2 separate regions of the Zea mays genome follow, and region 2 is linked to region 1. A link is a contact called in public Hi-C data. All regions are on one chromosome and are shown on one strand. Each heading gives the region's core, a stretch centred on a gene start, on an enhancer-like site or on the middle of the called end of the contact. The rest is flanking DNA. Distances are from core to core; before and after follow the strand shown. Region 1 holds the start of LOC100282704 (SEC14-like protein 1). Region 2 holds the start of LOC100273945 (26S proteasome regulatory subunit 10B homolog A).

Evidence for each region. A called contact is a pair of places that touch in the nucleus more often than the background predicts.
Region 2: a Hi-C map of leaf mesophyll shows a contact between it and region 1, with 2.5 times the contacts expected there. The contact joins the promoter of LOC100273945 here to the promoter of LOC100282704 in region 1. A contact is called at or near these places in 13 of 25 Hi-C or Micro-C datasets (bundle sheath, ear, endosperm and 4 more).

The regions. Positions count from the first base shown.
Region 1 is chr9:96,583,606-96,589,487 of Zm-B73-REFERENCE-NAM-5.0, forward strand. It overlaps LOC100282704 (SEC14-like protein 1), which reads right to left and starts at 3,064. Exons shown (of 11, transcript NM_001155611.2): 1 at 2,704-3,064; 2 at 2,489-2,517; 3 at 181-264; 4 at 25-78. The coding sequence starts at 2,755.
Region 2 is chr9:96,732,852-96,738,733 of Zm-B73-REFERENCE-NAM-5.0, forward strand. It overlaps LOC100273945 (26S proteasome regulatory subunit 10B homolog A), which reads left to right and starts at 3,105. Exons shown (of 10, transcript XM_008661540.3): 1 at 3,105-3,547; 2 at 4,460-4,579; 3 at 4,796-4,932. The coding sequence starts at 3,301.

The DNA of each region.
Region 1 (5,882 bases), core at 1,814-4,313:
TTCTAGGACTGAGAGACTACTTACCTCCAATATACTATCGATTTCATTTTGCATCCTCCAATTCAAAGAATCTTCAAGCTAGCAAAAGAAATTTTCCCCGGGTAATGTAACATTTACTTTAGGCCTTTAGGGTTCATCAATATGAAAATTGAAAAGGAAAACTGCAGTGTTAACAATCACCATCCTGTGAGCCTTATTCACATGCCACTCTCTAGCTTTAAGGAAACGCAATAATGTCTCTGTTGGGTAGCCCTGATGCACATTCTGAAAAATAAAAGGAAAATGTGAGAGCTCAAAGACAATCTCCCTAGGATAATAGGAAAAACTATTTACCTACAAAAAATTGTATTTTTCAAAATTCAAAACAACCACATATACTCATGGTTCTTTCTAAGGCCAAGGGTACTGGTACTGGTAACCGTAGAAGAGCAGGTCTGGTGCAGAAAAGCAGGCTAGTGTAGTGGTGAGAGCTATCTCACTGAGTCACCAGGTCATGGGTTCAAAACAGCCTCTCCACATTTGCTGAAGGAAGGCTTGCCTCAGATTATCCCTTTCCTAAACCCCATTCATGTGGGAGCCTCACTCACTGGATCTGCTCTTTTTTAAGGTACTGGTATCACAGATTCTTAACTTGGTTGTTTAAATGATATGTACTGCAGGAGCTTCTTAACCCTTTTTTTCAAGTTGGTCTAAAACAAGGTGGGCAGGTGGTTTTCAAAGATACCCACCACCAGGAAACTTGCATGGCATTATGACAAGTAGTACAATAGAAACAATTCACAAGTAGGGCCACAGGGGTAGACATGAAGAATCAGATACTAGTGTGACCTTAGTGCTTGAATTTTGTCAAACATAGCTGACTCAAGTGGTAAGGCATAAGTTTATCATCTTTTCAACTTTATCATATTCTCCACTGCAGAATCTTATCCCTCAAAATTCAGTTTTATTATCAATGAAGAAGTTGAAATTCTTTTCCATGCTAAGGTTGCGAAGTATACTGCACATAGTATGTTTATGGTGTGTATCTATAAAGCCTACACACACTCAATGAGTCAGCGTTCAAGAAGATAAGAGAAGGGATTTGCAATCTTTTAAGCAACTAAATGTAATATAGTAATTTTCCCTAAGATGGGGACTTCTCAAGTTGATTATAGTTTTTTTGTGTAGTTTCAGAAACTGGATAGTATCAACTGACTGGTGCATGCAATTGAACTCAATAAAATAGGCTATCTAATCCTAATTAACCTTTTCAGATCAGGGATTGACATTAATTGGCCTATCACCACCTCATCCCTAACAATCACAACTCAGTAAAAGAATACAGAATGGGAACGTCCATCTAAAATCATGGGATGATCCTGTAACAGACCAATCAACCTAGAATGTGGTAATCCCTCAAACGAAGCATCCTGCGAGAAACTTGTCTACCATTCCATTTTTAAGGAAAGTTATAGTCGCTTGCACTTATACTTTGCTTGCCTCATGTTATTGAGGCAATAATTCTGTTGCAACTTGCAAGTGGCACTTTCTTTTGATTCTCACTCCACCAGGCACCAGCCAAGAGGTTCTGCTGGGAATTATTTGGCATCTCCTACTCAGCACAGAGTGTGCAGATAAGCCTAGCCTTTAGAGAGGATTTCAGATGGAAATGTTATCCTGCAAACTAAAATTAACTGGTAAAATGACAGAATAAAACAAAGGAAGTCAATTCATAAGTGCCGGATGCATAGGATGCCTACCAGCATGTGTCTGCACACTGGGATGATAAGTGTCAAGTGCCATTATATTAACGAAGTAAAGAGCAAAAGGTGAAATCATTCTATAAAATAGTTCTCAACAACCAAAAGACAGCTCCATTGACAAGCAACCAAACACGAGGAAAGGTGCTGAGGTATGCATTACTACCAACATATCAGAAGGCTGGAGGAGACCAAAAATATCGCTGTCCACTAGTTGATATAGTGGATCTGAGATCAGAATATTCCTCGACACATCCTTCGTGGAAAGCATCACTGCTTCCACCTCTCAGCCCCCGTCGTCAAACTACTCAAAATTACCCCAGGGATCCCAAACGTGTGGCTTAGATCAAAGAACAAAGTAACATTTTGCAGGGAATCAGCAAGTCCGTCAACTTTCACAACTGTGAATTTATCCTTAGATCCGTATTCATGTTGGTTCAGCTGTGTCAGTGTCAATTGACTACGCATTAGTGAAAAGTGAAAACAAAAGCTCAGGCATGAACTGGCTGGTCCAAATCAGACATCAGTACAAGTAGTCTAGTACCAGCAATCTAGCAAACGCCCAGTCTCACTTAGCCACTTGATCATCTAAGTCAGACTAGTCACTCAAACTGTTGACCTGATCTAAGCAAAGGCTCTGTCTGATCCAAATCGAAATGCAGACTAAATACAACACACACGCCCATGCTTGACACTTCGACAGAAGAATCGATATGAAGGTAAAAAGAGAGAGACGCATAGATCCATACCTCAAATGTCTTCTTCAGCGGCGCGTCCACTGCAAGAATCCAAGCCAGTAGCCAGAGAAAGCAGCGTTACGACATTATTGGAAGCAGACGAGCCCACACAAACCCCGGAACCGAAAAATCCGAGAGATAAACCCAAGTCCGAGCCGGGCGGCCGCTCCGACAACAAAAAAAAAGAAATTCAAACTTTACCGGTGATCTGGAGCGAAAACTCTCACCTTGGTCCAGGAGGCCAGCGAGCTGCTGGACGGCGCTGGCTTCGGCTGCCATTGCCGCCGCTGGATATCCGGAGCTCGGCCCGAAAGTGAGGACTGAGGACTGACGAGGCGGGCGCGGCCTGGTTTTGGTTTGACGATTTGGCGCGGATTTATGTGCGCCGTCAAGAGGGAAAAAAGATTGGCGCGGCGCGGGGGCGAGTAGGGAGGGAAAGTCGGAAAGAGGGAGGAAGAGGGGAGCGGAGGTCGCCTCCAACTCGGAGTCGTGTTGGCCGGCCTGCTGTAGTGCTGTGGCCCTTTGGTCGGTTGGCCTACAGGCGACCTGTCCTCAACAACATGGGCTACTGCTATTCTGCTGCCTTGCTAAACAGCTGAAGTGTGGAGTGTGGACTAGGGCAGGGCTGCATTTCCTTTTTATTTTTATAAAAAGCAGTTGATTAGTGCTTTCATGTGCTTCTCGTTTCATGTATTGGTATTACTTTTTGCCACGGTGTTACATCTTCTTTAGGAGTATCTTTCTTATTAGCTTTTTTTAAATTTGGGAAGCGTTGATGGTCCCTTTGGGCACCGGAATTTAATAGGTTTGTTGTGATAATATCTAGCAGTCTGCGGTAAGCCGGTAACATATATGGACGTTGCGGTAACCGGACAACTGACGTGTGAGTCTGGTCCCACACGACAACCGTCGGATGTTATGACAGAGGAGCCGTTTGCGTAGCATATGCCTTTCTTCTATGATTTTTTTTAAGTAATCCACACTTATGTAATTTCTCAAAATCTTATTTTGGAATTAGAAAAACTCCACGAAGTAATTTAAGTTAAAGTGTGTATTCCTTTCTTTATAAAGCATATTTCCCTAAAAAGGTACTATCATAACTTTGGTAATTCAAAAAAAATCCCAAATTTTGAAACTTGAATCTAATTTGAAACTCGGGAAAATAAATAGTAGAAAGAGACTATTGATATGTTCTCCTCATAAACTATAAATACATATTTATATAATTTAATTAACTCTTAATAGGAAGTATACATTACCTCCTTTTAAAATAAATAGATAATGAATAATGAATTTCTACACCTTCTTTTTGGAAGACACATCAAAAGATTATTTCTTAAAATAAAATCCTTCGTTAGATGTGATGTATATTAAGGAGCATTTATTTAAATGAATAAAATAATAAATAAATATTTAAATAAAGTTGCATCATGCTGGATATTTTGATTGTTGCATGATAACTTGGACCCGAAGTTTGAATTAAAAAATTAAATCTGGAATTTGAAAATGGGAAATAAAATCAGAAAAATAGAAAATGGGATTAGAAAAGATAAAAGTTTTACGTGACTACGATATCGGCCAAATTCATGCCCACGTAGCCCAGGCGCTTGCTTCCTGCCAGCCCAGTGGCTTCATCATTCAAGTGACCGCCAGGTGGGGCCCTCTCCTTAGCATTTCTGTCGCACACGCGCTCATCGGGTTAACTCGCTGGAAGGTGGGCCCCGTCCGTCAGACATATCTCCTTCCTCCCGTCTGTTTCTCAACCGAAGGCGTGGAGCTCGCCGCGTATGACGGATCAGCCAAACGAGTTCACCTCGGACTCTTCATCTGTGCCTATATATGTGACTCGAGCACCGCACCCCCCCCCATGAACCAATAGGGCGAGCACAACCAGGGAGTTGAGGTAACCGAGAGCATCCATGGGAGGGAGAATAGGTCCGCCGCGGGGGAAATCACCAGCGCGCTGGCGCTAATGCCTCGGATGGTGCATAGGGAGCTTCTCTAGATTGCCAGGAACCTGGGTGTGGTGGTGGCGGGCGCTGCGATGACCCGGTGGCTCGGTAATTGCTCGCCATCGCCGGGGATCCGCGCTCCGCCATGGCTAGACTGGTCATCACAACAATCAACGGTGAGACACACCTATCCAGTCCGCGATCGACTGAGCTTCGTGCAACACCTATCCTTAGTAGATGAAGGGGCCTAGAACGCCTGGACACCTCACTCCGGCGAGGCCTCCATCGTGCACTGCAGTCAGCACCGTCGTGGGCAACGCCGGAGGTAGGAGATGAGCCGATGACCGTTGATCTGGACGGGAGCGGCCACAATTAGATTAATGGGAGAAGAGTTGTGGGATGTTGTATCGTAGATGTGCGGTGTTGGGGGCCTTCGGCTTCCGAAGGTCCTCAAAAACAGTATTTAACAGTATTTCTGGAGTATAGTGTGTGAACAGGTATCTTCGGAGTCAAGTCAGCATCACAGCAGACCAGAATAATACGAAGGTTGATACAACGCCGAAGGTGTGAGCAGGAAAGCTTCGGCGTGGCAGCAAAAAATGAAATTGACTTAAAGATGAAAAGGCTATTCAGACCTCGATAGATTACTATAGAATTATTATCAAATGTAAAGGGCATAAATGTAATTTTGCATAGGCTGTGTCCTGTGCCTATAAATAGGTGAACAGTACCCCCGTACTGTTCACGCTGATTTGGCATTCACTTTTGCGTCACGCTTTTACTTTCATCTCCTTCAAGTTGAAGGTACATTTGTAATTTGACGTCACTTCTGTTTATACATGATAATAATACATAATTGTTTATGTTATCCTTTATATTTCTTATAATTCATCCTTCGTCACTGTGTAATGAATTTATGAAGGTATATCCTTCATAACCTTCGTCCGGAAATCATTATATCCTAAGGGGAATAATGCTTCGAAGGACGAAGGGCTTAACCGATTAACATTTTTTATGTTGCCTTGTTCTTAACTCATAGCATCTGAGAACAAGTCCCCAACATTGGCGCCCACCTCCGGTGAACTCACTTCCACTCTTTTGAGTTTTTGAACACCTTCGGCGATCATAAACCTTCGCTATGGCGCCGAAAAAAGCTTCAGCAACTGGGGCTGTAGCTCTGCAACCGCTGGACCACAATCAGGAGACTGTCTCCCTTCGGGAGGCCCGAAGCCAGAAAAGGAAGGCTGTTAGCCCGACACCGCCAGAGGATGAGATAGACCAAGAAATCAGAGACATGGAGATACTTCATCAATAGGTGCAGAGGAAGAAGGAAAAGATGGCCAGACTAGCTGAACTGCAAAGGCAGATAGACGAAGCCTCTGAAAAAGTTCGTCATCTTACTCAGGATGAGCAACACCGAAGACCCCAACACCAAGACTTTCATCAGGAGGGTT
Region 2 (5,882 bases), core at 1,855-4,354, 150 kb after region 1:
GCCTACTCGGAAGAGGTGTATAGGATTCATGTAGGGCTAGACGAAATACTCGTGGCTCGATAACTCGCTCGACTCGACTCATTAGTAGCTCGGCTCGACTCGGCTTGTTTTAATTTTGTAACGAGCCAAGCTAGCATTCTAGCTCGGTTCTCTAATGAGCCAGCTCGGGTTAGCTCGTGAGCTAGCTCGCGAGCCAAATGAGCCAAGCCACAACACAAGTTTGTCTAGTCGTTGGTGTCGTCTCGTCTCTCATAGTCTTGTTTTCTCGTAGTTATGATCTATGATATGGACATGTGTGGATATGCCATGTGCTTAAATATTTGCATTATTGCATGTCTACATAGCTACATTGCATATTTAATATTTGGTTATTGGTTATGGTTTTGTGAACTTTGTTTCTAGCAACATATGATATTAGTGTTGTGCAATGAAATGTTACATGTTTGTGGAATTGATGATAAATTGCTTTATAATGGTGCTTATTGCTATCTTATTATAATAAGGGTTTGTAAATCTGTAAGTTAATACATATTTGGTTATTTAATTTAATATTAAAAGTTAGAAGCTAGGATGGTGATATGATAATAATATAAAGGTTTTGGGTTTGTAGTGTTAAACATTTAAAATATGATTGTTTAGTTATATATATATATTTATGTACATAGATCTTTGTATTTAGTTGTGTGGCTCGTGAGCCTAACGAGATGGCTCGAGCTTCCTAACGAGCCGAGCCAAGCCAGATGTTTAGCTCGTTAGTATAACGAGCCGAGCCAAGCTGGCCATAATGAGCCGAGCTGGCTCGATATCCACCCCTAGATTCATGACCCCTTAGCAGATGTGTATCACGAATTTTGGGTAAAGATGTGCAACCTCTACAGAGTGTAAAACTGGTATATCAGCCGTGCTCACGGTCATGAGCGGCTTAGACCCTCAAAAGAGTAAATTATGTAATTAAATTTAATCTGTCATGCATTGCATTATGGGATATTTCATCTCTAATCTCTTATTTAATTAGGATGGTAATTATTTGTACTTAGTACTTGCTAATAAATTTTTGACCAAGAAAATTAAAAGCAATGCTCGACTTTAACCATTATCCTTGGTAGCCTTACACTACACTTTTTCCCACACTTACTGAGCGATGACCGTATGAGAGTTCACCCTTGCTATAATCACACTAGGACAAGAACATGTACCGCTGGAGGAGGATCATGAAGATGAGTTCGGAGAGGTCTATGTTGTCGTCTACTAATAACTATGGTCGTGGAGGATCGTTGTCGTCATATGGTGTAATTTATCTAAATTATTTTGTACAGAAATTGTATTAAGTAATAAAGATGTGGCATTGTTTTTTGTACAATGAGTCGTCATACATGTGAAACTTGATCTTGGCACACATGTGGGATGCATCTGGATTTGTCCTTAATTCTGGGTGTGACATTAAGAAAATTGCAAAAGTTAGAGCCATAATAACACTTATGGTTGCACCATTTTTTTAGGTGGTTCTCCATGTTTCAATTAACATGTATGATATTGTTATAACAACAGCATAACAAAAACTAAGGAACATCATCAATATTTTATGTGAACTAGCATAAAGCTAAGTTTAAGCAACTAGCATGACTACTTGTTAAAAAGCATACCTAGTTGAACAAGGAATGGTTGATACAGAAGCTAGGTGCATATAATAGGACCCATCAAATTATGCGTATAACATAAACATGTAGTTCAGTATCATGCTATGTTATTGGGTTCAAAAGAATATGCATGCGGTGAATTCCACTTGCCTTCGTCACAGAATTCCCAGGGTTCTTCTTCGAACTGGTCCTAATTCTCAGATAACAGATCAACCTCTATGCGATACACAAATAAATAAAAATAAGCACTAATCAATATTCATACAATAGATCACTATAAACAAGATTAGTACAATAATGAAAATATTATTTATTTCTAAAAATATCAAAGCAAAGATTATAACGAAAAGGTACTCTTTAAGAAAAATGGTTTTCTCTATAATTTATAAAATCAAGGATACAAACTTAGACACATCTTAATTATAAACATTAACTACACCATTTTAATCATTTTTAGAAAAGCTATATTATGGAACATCCAAGGCTTTGGGTTAGAAGATTATAAATTGTGTTTTGAAACATATATTTATTTATTAAAAACTAAGATATAAATCGAAATAGGTTTTTATGTGAATAAAATAAATAAATATCTTGATTTTTGGTAAGAAAACACATGGTCTACCTTTTCTTTTTAATTTTTATTAAGAATCTATTATCCCAAAAGGTATTATATAAACTATATAATTTAGAAATATGAAATCTAGTGACAAAATTGTGCTAAAATATTTACCATGTTAAAACAAAAGCTAACAAAATAAAAATGGATTTTATTTGGACTTAAATTATTCATTTAAAAGCAAAAAAGGCCATGTAGGGATCTAATTATAAATAACTACAACTCTCAGGGTTAATTTTGAATAAATCAAGGGCCTAACAAGTATTTTATCCGAAATCGAGAGACTGGCGGAAAACCGAGGGTTTGCAGGCATGAAACTTTACATGAATACAACAAACACTTAGCAAAATTTCATCTATTTAATAAATTATATAACTTTTTTATATCTCTATTTTTAAAACATAATTTTTATTGGAAACTAATAAATTAAATTTGGTTAGTTTTAGATGATGGAATTTGGATGTTACAGTTTCCTTAACAGGGATGGCAACACGAAAATCCCCCAAAAATTCCTCATCGAATTTTTCCATCCCGGTGACGAAAAAAATTACCCGTGGGGATCCCCATAAAAGTTTGCTGGGACATTTCTTCCCTATCATTATGTGTATATCAAATTGAACAAATTTGTACAACGAGTGATCTCTTGACAAGATAAGTATTTATTTTATCATTAACTATTACATGAAAATATTATTGTATGTAAGTTTAATAGGTCCCCGCGGGAAATAGGACGTCAAAGGAGATTTTTTTCACCATTTACATTTCCATGGGGGAGAAACTTTTCTCCCATCCTCAATATAGAAATTCCCCGCGAGGAATCAGGAATCTAGACATTGCCATCTCTATTCCTGAAAGAAAATTTTGGGCTGCTCGCTCTTTGGGGTGACACTAACTTATATGGGCCGGGCCTGAGTAATCCTTCCGAGCAATGTCCGGAAAAAGCCCACAGACGACCTAGCCTGGCACTTGGCAGGCCCCCAGCAGAAGGGCTCGAAATCCGACCAGGAGGCAGAAGGGTCCCAATTTACATAAGGAATTATTTAATTTATGAAAAATTCCGCTTTACATTTCTTGCGAGAGAAGAAGCAAAGCCTGTGTTCTGCTTCTGCATTCTGGAAAAACAGGGTCCACCTCCGTAAAAAAAAAAAGAAAGCCTCGCGCCGCCGCCGCCGCCGAGGAAGGTTGAGGAAGAGGATGGCCGAGGGCGGGGAAGAAGCCCGCCGCCGTGCTGCGATCGCCGAGTACCGCAAGAAGCTCCTCACCTGCCGGGAGCTCGAGGCGCGGGTCAAAACTGGTAACACTCCACTGCCGCATCCTCTTCCGCCCGTCTACCCGTGCGTGGATGTCATCGTCGGTCTCTGGGGTTCAGTGTCTTGGCGTTTGCGAGCGGCGATCGCGGATGGGGGGATCTGGATTTTACGGTACTACGGCGGCGGGGTAGGGTTTTGGCTGCCCCAATTTGGGTTTGGCGGGTGTGGCGTATTTTCGGCGGTTCAGCCTTAGAGTTTTTACGTTGGATAGGTTCTCGTGTAGGGTGGGTTTTATAAGTCAGAAATTTTGGATGCAAGCGCATGGTTTCCACTTTTCGGTTAGCTTGCATTTAGTTAGTGGCCGTTGACCATTCTGTAAATGGCTGCGGGTGTTGTCCGGACCTGCTGAGGATATACGTATATTTGGAGTTCAATTTTGAGTTAATGTTTTTGGGGGAAATAAGAGTTGTTACCTCCACTAATTGAGATTCTACGTAGTCACTCTACCTTTCATGCTAGAGTCCTATATTCGTGTTGTTTATTGTGTGGCATGTCAGATTGGTTATTTGGTTATAGTTGCACATAACCTTTTGGTAATAATATGAGAGCAACTCCATTCAGCATTTGGGATAGTAAACTAGTTTTGGAGGAAGTTTATGAATATGGGCCAATGTGACTTCAAATGGTGTACCAAAATACTAGATTTATTGTGCCCGAGTGATATATTCTGTGCACCTGTAAGTGTGGTGCTGTTGACGTGCCGTTCCTCAATGCTCCATAGCGGGTGGTCCCTCTTGTGATTGATTCTCTTATGCTTATACTATTTACATCAATGTTACAGGTTTTGTTATGCTCATAACTGATAGATGCGATAGCAAACATTTTTGTACTCATAGCATATACCTGATACTTTTGTTATCTTGATTTTTGTGATGAACTTGTGTATCTGGACTCAGGGAGGGAGAATCTAAAAAATGCAAAGAAAAACTTGGAAAAAACTGAAGAGGATCTAAAATCACTGCAAAGTGTTGGTCAAATTATCGGTGAAGTGCTTCGACCTTTGGACAAGGAACGATGTAAGTAAAAAAAATCCTTATGTTTGTCTCAAAATTTGTTAGTACGAATAATGAAACACTGATGAATTATTTATGTGATCTTTAATTGCGTATTCTTTTTCCTAGAAGTTTACAAACATGAACTTTTATTACGTCATGCTAAAGACTTGTTACTTCTCAACTGATTAATAATGTACCTAGTTTTATCAAAGTAACTGAAACATGTCTTTTTCGAAGTTATTGTCAAGGCTAGCAGCGGACCACGTTATGTTGTTGCCTGCCGAAGTAAAGTTGACAAAGAAAAGTTGATTGCTGGTACACGAGTTGTTCTTGACATGACAACACTTACCATTATGCGCATTCTGCCACGTGAGGTATATGTTTGTTACATATTATTCTGCTTATGTGTTCGTGTCCATTTGATTACTTTTGAAATTAAGCCTCTGTGATCGCTATCTATTTACAAACTTAGTAGTTTAAACCAGTCATAGGATTTAGGGTTGATTAGGTTGATGGATTTGTGGTGGGTGACCGAGTTCCCTTTGTGTGGAGACAGGAAGCGGTCAGGATGGGTAGACTAGAGGAAGGGGTAGGGCTACCTAGGTGGGCAATGGATTTCATGGTTCATTATTACAGCAGCCCAGTTTATCTTTCCTTCCATTTTTAGACACCTGCGTCCATGGTTCATGAGGCATCGTTAGTTGTCACCTAGGCGACAATGTGTGCTTTGGGTGTTGGACGTCGGGGTCGCCACGACCTCCACGCATATGGTGTCCGCCTTCCACAATTAGGCATTGCCTAGGCATGGAATGGTGTTGGGCGGACACCTATAAGACTGCGGATGCCAGACACAGATCTGTGTGTGTGTGCAGTTGCGGACCCAGCTGCTACGCTTAGGGTGTGCCAGGAAAAATATCAAAAAAAGAAACAAAAAATAGAGATCAACAAGACTCGAACCTTGACTGCCAAGTTCAAAAAATAGTAGTTACACCACTACGCTAACTAACCTTATATGATCTTAGGGTGTGCCATGGCCTATATGGACCACCCACTGGGTCCGCCCCTGTGTGTGTGTGGAAGGGGGGGGGGGTTTGGTGGGAATCGACTGCACCATAATGGAAGAGAGTGGAAAAGTGTGTGGGTACAGAGAGAGGAAGAGAGGAAAAGAGAAGGCGGATGGCGGGCCTGGAGGTCGTAGCGGCGGCGGCTGGCAGCCACTGCATCTCCGCTAGGCTGTTTCTCTGGGTTAAATCTGCTTGCTCGAGTTCCTTTCACCGCCAGCCATCCATAGCTGCCACCCGCCGGCCTCAGTGCCGGACCGGAC